2 separate regions of the Triticum aestivum genome follow, and region 1 is linked to region 2. Evidence: chromatin contacts called from public Hi-C data. All regions are on one chromosome and are shown on one strand. Each heading gives the region's core, a stretch centred on a gene start, on an enhancer-like site or on the middle of the called end of the contact. The rest is flanking DNA. Distances are from core to core; before and after follow the strand shown.

Region 1 (4,934 bases), core at 292-2,791, 460 kb after region 2:
CTGCCCACCACCCGATCAGGAATCGTACAAAATCGTATATCCAAGCGTCGTACGTGCAGCAATTTCGGTACGTAAATTAGCTGGGACGTCAATTGGAGTTGTTGAGCAGCAACGAGACCTAATACTTGGAGAGATAAATAAAGTACTCCAGGGAATTTAACACGTACTGTTGGTATGGTAGTGATATTTCCGTACTTCGAAATGAAACTTCATGGTGATTTGAATCTTATCTAGTATTCCCTCTGTCCTAAAATGTAGGACGTTTTTTCGCATTCTGGTAGTATGGAAAAACATCTTACATTTTGAGACGGAGGGAGTACTACCTTTATCCGGGATGATTAGTCCCCTCATATCATGAGTCATATTGACCATACATTTAACTATTATTAGTAAAATATATAAGTTCATTTCAAACTACTACATCCGTCCGGATTTATTAGTTCCCATTGTATTTTTGGACAACTTGGACAATTGATTTAGCTATCAAAATGTAAGTTATATACCACAAAAATAGTATCATTGGAAACCTCTTTCAAATATGAATCAAACAATAAAATTTAATGACATACAACTTATATTTTATAGTTACATCTACGTTCGGGACAAAATATAAAGGGGATTAATAAATCAGGACGGATGTAGTACATTCAAAGAAGAATCCAACACTATAATTTGTTGTGACATGCATTAACATCTTACTAGCCAAACATGTGGTCGAAGTTTGACCGGAAATACTATGTGGACTAGTAAACCCAAAAGGAGGTAGTAGAGAGTAGTAGGCAGGAACATTTCGACCTGGTTGACAGTGGATAAAGTTGAATAAATTCGAAGCATTTTAGTAGGCGAGGGATGAGCTGATGCTGTTCATGATTCCCTCACATAAAAAGACGATCACATGGGTAGGAAATGAAGAAAGGAAAAGAAGATGGGTGATTAACACCACAGCACATGCGAGATCCGATTAGGTTATTTGGCGTCATGTACGTATGTCGGTGAGACCTTATCCTGCTGCTATGAATACTGTTGAGATGAGATGGAAGAAATCCAGATCCACCAACCGATAAGATAATTGCGGTATCTTATCATATCACGGCTCGGCTCAGCGCACGAAACTTCCCACGCGAACCGAGCCGCTACTCGTTTTTACTGCTGTACTCCGTTGGGATAGAAAAAGGTGCGGAAAAGCCGTTGGGTTGAGATAAAAATAACTTGCGTTCCACGCACATCCCCATATTGGCGTGGCTGGCCATGTGACTGATGCAAGTCGCCACAAAATAAGCACGCAAGCTGAACAAAAGTGTGTTATTAGTAAAAAAAAAAAAGAGAGGTGGTTTTGCCGGTCGCCGTCTTCGCGCCGGCCAAGCCAGAAAAACGCATGCCTGGCCACCACGCCACGCCGCTCCAAACTCAACCGGAGCGGAACGGATCTCCATAAAATCATCCACATCGTCAATCACATGGTGACCCACCGCCGCGCGGCTGTCAAAAGAAAGAAAACAAGCAAGCACTTCTTTTTAACGCCCGCCCGCCCGTCAGTGGTTCCCCGAACGAACCCGATCGCTCGCACCAGACGAACGAGACGAGACGAGACGAGGAGGAGGAGGAGGCACGGAGCTCCTTGTGTTTGGGTTTGCCCTTTGCGTTGCCCCACCCCCACCGGGCCACAGGACGAAACCAACGCCACAACAACTCACACCCCCTTCGCCCGCGAGTTGCTCAGTCGCAGCGAGCCGGGCCACAAGACACGAGCGTTCCGGTTCAGGTTGGGGTTGGGGTTGCGCTCCCTCGTTTCATCGTCGATCCGCCCGACCCGCCACACCGGCCCGGGGACAGACAGAGATCTCTCCCTCGCGCGCGCGTGCCGGCGGTGACAAATGCGGCTTGATTCGCCGGCGGACCAGCGGCGGTGAGCGATGCAGCCGGACCAGCACCAGCAGCAGCAGCGGAGGAAGGTGAGACCGTGCGCCACGCCAGGGGTTGCTGTTTGTTGCGGGGTGGTTGGCTGCCTTTCGGTGCCCGTGTGGGTTGTTGGCGCTTCGAGATCGGTCGGTTCGTCCGGCGGGTTGGATGAACCTACCTCGCCTCGGGGGAGGATTCTTTTTTCTTTTTGATTTGATGAGGAGGGGGCACTGGGCTCGTGGGATCCGGGGGGTTCCGCCGCGCACGCCCGTCAGAATTATCTCTTGCCATTGGTGTCCTGCAACTTCTCTTCTCCTTCCGTCGACAATTCCTTCCTTCCGTATAAGTTGAGGTTGTTGATTTCAGCTTCGCAGTCCAGCTGAATTATTTTCTTCCATTTCTTATCGCGAAAAAGGGATCCTTTTCACTCCTGTCTCTGGATCACAATTCACCTCAATTATTAACACAAGGTTCTCTGTTGGATTTCCCTAGTGGGTGCTTTCCTGAAATCTTCTTCTGCGGTTGGGCTGCGTCTTTTCTTGCATTGTCCCTCTATAAAGGAAATGGTATTCTTTTCTAACTTTTCCATTCCATGCTAGTAGTTGAGTACTCGTTGCTTCGTAAAGGATTACTGAGGCCTTTTCAACTCCTGTAATCTACACCAGGGGAAAGAAAAAAAAAGGGTGATTCAGATGCAACCTAAGAGGTGCCACAAACGCAAATGCGGTATTAGATTCGCTGAGTAGATATGTTTATCTCAACTCAACCCAAATCTGTGGTCTTCTTACCGTCTTTTTTCTTGCAAAAAGTTATAGCCAATCATCTTAATTGTCTCAGTGGATTAGGTTAGGTTGTCATATTCTGTGCCCACTTGGAAGGCATATTGATATTGATATAGATGGTTTTATGCCCAAGAACACATCCTTAAATAGTCATTCTTGGGCCCTTTGTGCTCGATAAGCGCTGTTTTCCTCATTGCTGGAGGCCAAGGAGTTTTGCATCGGACAGGGAGTTGTAGCTACCGTCTTTGCGCACCGTGATCCAGAAGCTTACGGAATCCAACTTTTTGTGCTGTATACAACTCTGTGAGTCAGTTGGATGCAGATTACAAGTCTGCTGTTTCAGTGGTCTGTTCGGTATGAAGTGGCCTTTATACAAAATTTGACTGTTGTATTGAGGAATTTTTTTGGGCGGTGGAAAACCTGGGTTTAACTTCTTTTTGTCCTTTAAGTTGTTTCATTGAGAGCCTATGTGGCTAGTATGTATTATCACCTGGGGTTTATCCAAAGGATGAGCCGAACCTTTTCTGGTCCTTTACTAAGTTTATTTGCTGGCAGGCTGGGCCATCTGACATTGAGCTCAATGCTTGAGGCAGATATTACTCAGTAAATTGGGCCTTCTTTTCTGTATGCGTGTCTTTTGTTTCAGTTGTGGAAAGGTTCTCCATTGCGCAGTATTAACTCTGTTTTTTTCCACTTCTCTCAGGGTTCATCGGAGATGGACTTCTTCAGTGAATATGGCGATGCTAATAGATACAAAATTCAGGAAGTCATCGGTAAAGGGAGTTACGGTGTCGTTTGTTCAGCTATTGACCAACATACTGGCGACAAGGTGGCAATCAAGAAAATACACAATATCTTTGAGCATTTATCTGATGCTGCTCGGATCCTCCGTGAGATCAAATTACTCCGCCTATTGAGACATCCTGATATAGTTGAGATCAGGCATATAATGTTGCCTCCGTCAAGGAGGGATTTCAAGGATATTTATGTCGTCTTTGAGCTGATGGATACAGACCTCCACCAAGTCATCAAGGCCAATGATGACTTAACCAAAGAACACCATCAGTTCTTTCTCTATCAGATGCTTCGTGCACTGAAATATATTCATACCGGTATGCTACTTTTTTCAAATTGAGATCTGAGTTAGTATGCAGTTCTCTATTGTCGTCCTATAATCTTTTTTGAATATCCAGGAGTAGGTATTTTATCCATACCCTATCTGTAGTTCGCTGCTGATGCTTTGCTCCGCTCCATGTGGAGCATACACAATTTGGAGAAATGCACTCACACATAAAATTCACTCTAGTGCCAAAGTTAAAAAGGCACTAGGCGTTAATTGTGCGTTTTGCAACCGCCTTGTGCTTTTCTGAGCAAACCATACACTTAAGCGCAACTATACGCACATTAACCACAATTAAGCGCTAGGCATTTTGCTATCGCCTAGAGCCTAGGCGTGCTTAAGCACCCGCCTTAGGCGCGCCTTTTTTAACCAAGTGCTAACCCAATAACCATGGCCGCCATATTTTAGAGAAAATTGTCCTTTGTCCCACATTAGTTATGTTCTTGTTGATCATTTGTCTTCTGATGATTTTGATATTTGGCCTTTCATTGACCTGAAAAATATCTCCCACTTTGTTTCATGCTTTTTGTTGCGAAATGTACACTTCTTTGTATTTACCTTTAATGTCATCATGATTATTTTCCACTATCCATTGTTGAGCTACTAACATTATCAGCTTCAAAAATCATCCATTTCCAATTTAAAATGCATGTTCATTTACCATTGTCTGTGACCTGACCAATATTTATATGATTGCAGCTAATGTTTATCATCGTGATTTGAAGCCAAAGAATATATTGGCAAATGCTAACTGTAAACTCAAAATATGTGATTTTGGGCTAGCACGAGTGGCATTCAATGACACTCCCACGACTGTATTTTGGACGGTATGTAAATTTTGGTAGACTAGAATCACATCCTGTGTTATTTGCCAAATTAGATTTGTATTCAAAGGTAGTCTTTTGGCACTTAATTTTTATCTTCTATTCATCATTGTTTGCAGGATTATGTTGCTACTAGATGGTATAGGGCTCCTGAGCTTTGTGGATCTTTCTTTACTAAGGTAACTAGTCTGCACATCTCTGTTGTGTTTGCTAGGATATCTTGTGCGCTACTGTCCACATAAACATGCCTCATGCAATTGCTGGGCAGGCTACGCTGTTTAATACCACATTATTCTTGCGCACATAGTA
Region 2 (5,519 bases), core at 433-2,932:
GTCAGAAGCTACATCTGGTCGGTGAGTGTGGCTTTCGTAGTGGACTCTGGAGTAGCAAACATCTTGAGCGCGCCTAAACTGGCATGTCAAACAGGAAGGGATAAAAAATATGAACATGTACATGACCACTGCATGTGTTCAGCTACTGAACTGAACACTATTCTGTCATTCTGTGAAAGCACATACTGCCTGTATGCAAATTTAAATGGGAGAGGTCTCACACTAGCTCCAGCGAATGATGTATCTCCGTCCACGTTGCTAGTGATCACTTCTATCATCTTCTTAACCGACTCGTAGTCAAAAAGACTAATCCTTGGTAGATGGTCTTTTGTCTTGGAAAGTGGACCAAGATCAAGATTGTCCAAGTAGAATACCTGCACGACATTTGCACATTCAAATATTATGGTCTGAGCTGTACAAAATTATGATACACAAAAATAATAGGAAGAAACAAGGACCTGAAGAAACAGGTGGCAGCCAACAAGATGTACAGTGATGTTCCGGTTGCGGATATCAGTTTTCAACTTCCCAACAGCTCTGTTCAAATGCTCGAGTACATAAGCACACCAATTAAATTCCTTAACTTGCGAGATATCGTTGAGTGCAGCCCAGAAATCTATGGTGATGTAGTCATGCTTAGTCGATGGAGCCAACAGGTGCCCAACAACAAAAATAACAAAGGCTATCTTGAAGCAATCTATCTGGACCTTGCTGGAATCTGCATTGATGTCATCTCTCAGGAGATAAGCCTCCGCGGCCTTTAGACTATGCGCGCCTTTGCTCAAATAGGCAGAAGCTCGCATGAACTCTTTGCAGGCTTCGGATGGCTCGGTTGTATCGGGGCATATCGATCTGGTGCCACATGGCAGACTGAATACCTTCTGGACATCATGGTCCTGGATCTGCAGAACCCTTTGCTCGTCTATTTTCAGTGTACTCGACTCGACGTCGACTCTTTCCATTAGCCACGCGCTGAATTTCAAATTCAACTTTGCCAACATCTGAATCCCCAGCATCCCACCAAAGCCTATCTCCTCGACCAAATCCCTCTTGAATTTGTTAAACTTGCCCACGAGTGAGCACACCTTCTGCACCGAAATCCTTGACGTGACAGAAGGTGCGGATCCAGGAGCGCCTATTGCTTCGCCTGGATCAGCATCTGCTATGTCGGCAGCTCCGTGATCCCTGCCGCTATTCTCTGTGGCTGTGGCGGCGTCTCGCTGATCTTGTTCCAATGTGGCATGCGGTGCCGCCTGGTCCAGTGGCGCCACCATGTGATGAACTAACAAACAGACGGCACACAAGTAAATTTTGCCTACTCCTCTAGAACAAGGCGCTGCAAAAAAAGGATTTACGGGTGGGCGTGTGATCGATCCATTGGTTTCAAGTTTAAACTAGCTGATAACGTAAGGAGGAACTCTGAACAAATGGACAGAGAGCATTTCTCATACCCGGCAGTAAGAACCTACTTCGATTCGTAAGACCGTGAGTACCTGAAGGGGGCCGGGGCCGTAACTGGCCTAGGAAGCAGATCCGCCGGCGTCTCCGACTCACCACCTTGAGCCAGTGACCACCCCTCACTGAGTTCTCCGTAACTCAATTGCCATGGGTTGCGAGCAGGGGTGTGTGGTGTGGAGGGTGGGTGGACAGATGGGGGTTGGAGAACCACCGTAATAATTGTTGGATCATACACTTGTGGGGGTTAAGCCCTCAGGGCACAGACCTGGCCAAACGGGTCGGCCCATCGTAATCGTGCCTGGCCCGGCATGGCCCGCCAGGGCACGATTACTATACGGGCCGTGCCGTGCCGGCCCGCGTGCTAAGCCTCCAGGGCCAGGAACGGCCCAGTTAGTAAACGGGCCAGCACGTTGGCCCGTTTAGCATGCTGGGCCGCATATTTTCAGCATGTTGGGCTGATTTTTAGGCCTATTGGACTATATTTTAGGTATACATATATAAAAAAAATTAAGAATTATATAAAAAAATAAACGGGCCGTGACGTGCCGGCCCGCGTGCCCAGGCTCCAGGCCCAGGCATGGCCCAATGCATGCCGCGTGCCGGGCACGTCCCGTTTAGCCCGTGTCATGCCTGGCCCATGGCGGGCCGTGCCGGCGTACTCGCGGGCTTGCTCGTTTTATCCTGGCCCGTTTGTCCACCTATATCAGGGCATCCCAAATGATAAGAGCATCTCTAGCAGATCCTACAAACCGGGTCATCCGGTATAATAACCGTCGGTTTTCAGGATCGATCCCGTATACCTGTCTTGATTAGATCCTCCAAATCTGGCAGTCTCGGAAAAAAATGAACCCTGATAAGTGCCACACATAAGGCATGAAGCATTTTCGCTCACACGTGTGGGCTGAAGAAGATCGGGCCAAATGCCCTTCAAGCCACCTATTATGACACGCCAGTCTTTTTGTTTCTTTCTCACATGCGTGAGGCGAGGGCGAGGGCGACCGGGTATACGTCGATCGATTCACAGCGCCATAATTTCGTTTCTTTCTCACATCCATGATCATAACATGCTGCAAAAGATAGGCCTCAGTATGCGTGAGGCGAGGGCGAGGGCGACCGTGGGGGTCGTCGGCGCCCAGGCGCACGCCCAGGTCTTCGGTACGTGCAAGCGGCGGCAGATCGACGGGCGCTTCTGGGCGCTGGCCAACGAGGACGGCGACGACGAGGATGGGGAGGCGGGCGGCGGCTCGTCGGAGATGCACTCGTTGACGCCATCCGACATGGTGTGCGAGTTTTTCAACGACGGCTACGACGAGGAAGAGGTGGCTGTGGTCGTTGAGGAGGTGCTCCCTCCGGACGATCCGGCCAGAGCTGGGCTTCATTCCGGGGAGAAGACGGAGATGGTGCGGCGGGTCGTCCATCGGAGGACGATGGCATCGGCGATTCGACCATGGAAGGGGCCCATCCCCAAGGTATGTTTGCCTAAACTAACCATGATGGATCTAATCCGTCCGGAGTCGTGGGAAAGAAGAAAGGACGCCGGGCGGCGCCGCCGCTGCCGCCGGCGGTTCCGGCGATCCAGATCGGGATTAGCACGGCCAGATCGCAGCGTTTGAACGAGCTAGTGGGCTCGTTGGGGCCCGATCCAGAGAAGAATGGGTCGCGGGGTCCGGAGGCCACATTCACTGGGTATATGGCCCATGTGGTTTTGGCCGAAGATGGGCCTCAAGGCATCGCGCATACTCGCCTCGCGGAGACCGGGTATACGTCGATCGATTCCCAACGCCAGGCAGATGTACCGCTCATGCACGCGTCGGCGTCGTCTGGAGTTAGGATTTGGCGGCACGCAGTTGTGGGCTTTCCTTCGCGCGACGGTCGGGCAGCCTGCATTCCTTCGGTGATGGCTGGTCGGGACGACGGGGCTTTGCCGCCTTCATGGCCCGCGCAGCAGCAGCGACAGGAGTCGCCCCTCGTCCCGCGCAACAGCAGCAACTCGCTGTTCCTTCTGGCGGGGTGGGTGCTGGCCGCGGCGCGGCAGCTGGCGGGGCAGTCGCGGGCTGGGCTGGAAACGGCGGCGGCGGCTATGGAGCCGGCCCCAACAACAGCGGGAACGGTGACTATGGCACGGGTCACGGAGGTTTTAATGGTGGTCGCGACGGCTATGGTGCTGGCTGCGGTTATGACGGTGGCTATCAGGGCTACCCGAATGGATGGAACCAGTGGCCGGACAGTGGAGGGCGGGGTTACGGCGGCAATCAATGGCTGTGAAACTTCAACTCTCCACCCGGCGAGTTCGTTGAGGGTGCCACGGGGCCTAACTATCGTCAGCGGGGTGGTCGAGGGGGGTGGCCGAAACCCCCTCCGCGTCGCCCGTATGTCCCCAAGGTTCATCCTAAGCAGCCAACGGTCAAGTCGGCAACGTCTGATTATGGGACGGCCAAGGCGGTCGCGTCCACTGTTGCTACTTCAACGGCGCCTCTGCCCAAGGAGGCGGTGGCGGTCGTTTTGGCATTGGTGGCGGTATCTATTCCGGCCGCGACAGTTGTCGATGATAGAGATGGGATGAGTGACAAAGGGAGTGACAAAGCTGAGAATATGCGGGCTAATAAGGCGGCCCGTAAGAAAGAAAAGATGACTTGTTACCGATGTGGCGAGCCAGGCCACTTTGTGATTGACTACAAGGTGGTGCTATGTGACATTTGTCTGAAGCTTGGTCACTCATCTGAGGAGTGTCCACTGCTTTTGGTACCTAAGCTTGTGGTGACCATATACGGTGTCTGCAACAACAAGCTCATGTTCTTTGAGACTCCACGCACGGTCTCGGTAACCCCTTGTATGGAGAGCTCAAAGCTTGGTTTGGTCAAGGTCACTCAAGGGACTTTGACAGAGGAGCAGGTGTGTCAGTAGCTCAGGCGGCTAGTTTCTAAGACTTTTCTCTGTGCAACTATCATATTGGAGGATCAGGTCTACAGAGTGGAGTTCCCTAGGAGGGAGGATCTTAATCACCTGCTGAAGTGTGGACTCAGTAAGGTGCCTAGGAGTAAATGCATTCTTGAGTTCAACGAATGCAAAAACCTGAGCCGACGGGGATACCATTGGATAAGGTTTGGATCAAACTCTCAGGTGTCCCAAAGACTCTTCTTAATGATTTCCATATTGTTTGGAGTCTTGGCTCTCCGTTAGGTAAAACAGAGAAGGTAGACATGCCATTTACACGTCTGCATGGAGTTGCTAGGCTACTTGTTGGTGTTGTTGATGCGGAATTCATCCTGGATTATGTTCCTTGGACATATGATGGTCTGTCCTATGACCTCGAGGTTGTGGTTGAGGAGGCTCATTTGACAGATAATAACACTGTGATCAAAGATGTTGATATGACCGATGGTGGTCCCGGTAGCGGTGATCAGGGGATGGAGGAACTCCCGGTGACCAGGTTGGGAAGGAGAAATCGACTGGAAAATCCACTCAGTCGACAGAGCTGAGCACGGAGAAGGGGGCGGCCCCTACATCCACTCCGATGGCCTCTCTCCGGTTTGGGTCATTCCAGACAGTGTCTGCACCGAGTCGTCTTTGGGGTGACCGCGTGGAGATGGAGGATTCTGATGATGGTCTTCCATCGGAGGTGATGGTGGAACATCAACATCGGGCGATGGTTGATGTTTCACCACAGATGACGTCACAGGCGCGGCAGGATACTCCAGCGGCGGTGGAGCTAGCCCCCACTGCTTTACTTCCATGACGGAGGGGAGTCCGGTGGCGGCTACCTCTCTTGCCAGGATGGAGGGTGCCGAACCGGCCGAGCGGTCGGTTTGGTCACGGACTTCATCTCGTTCTTCTTCACCACGGCTGACCAGCACAACACGGGAGGTGTATCGGCTGGTTGTTGATGGTGGCCGGCCGACACAGGAGGTGTCCTGGATAGTTGTTGATGACGGACGGCCGACCGAGATCTCTGTCGGGGCCGTCACGGTTGATGGTGCACCGGCGGGTCATCCCGGGAGGGCATCTTCGCCCATCACTTCGGTTTCAGCCGGGCACATGGCAGGCGGCCAAAGTCCGGATGG

What was found. Hi-C and Micro-C count contacts between places; a contact is called where the count stands out from the background.
Region 1: a Hi-C map of leaf shows a contact between it and region 2, with 4 times the contacts expected there. The contact joins the promoter of LOC123078742 here to the promoter of LOC123078740 in region 2. A contact is called at or near these places in 2 of 5 Hi-C or Micro-C datasets (both in leaf).

What each region holds. Positions count from the first base shown.
Region 1 is chr3D:338,728,295-338,733,228 of IWGSC CS RefSeq v2.1, forward strand. LOC123078742 (mitogen-activated protein kinase 8) reads left to right here and starts at 1,542. Exons shown (of 11, transcript XM_044501345.1): 1 at 1,542-1,952; 2 at 3,385-3,793; 3 at 4,501-4,628; 4 at 4,745-4,804. The coding sequence starts at 1,914.
Region 2 is chr3D:338,268,856-338,274,374 of IWGSC CS RefSeq v2.1, forward strand. It overlaps LOC123078740, which reads right to left and starts at 1,683. Exons shown (of 7, transcript XR_006437630.1): 1 at 1,494-1,683; 2 at 459-1,336; 3 at 222-374; 4 at 1-78.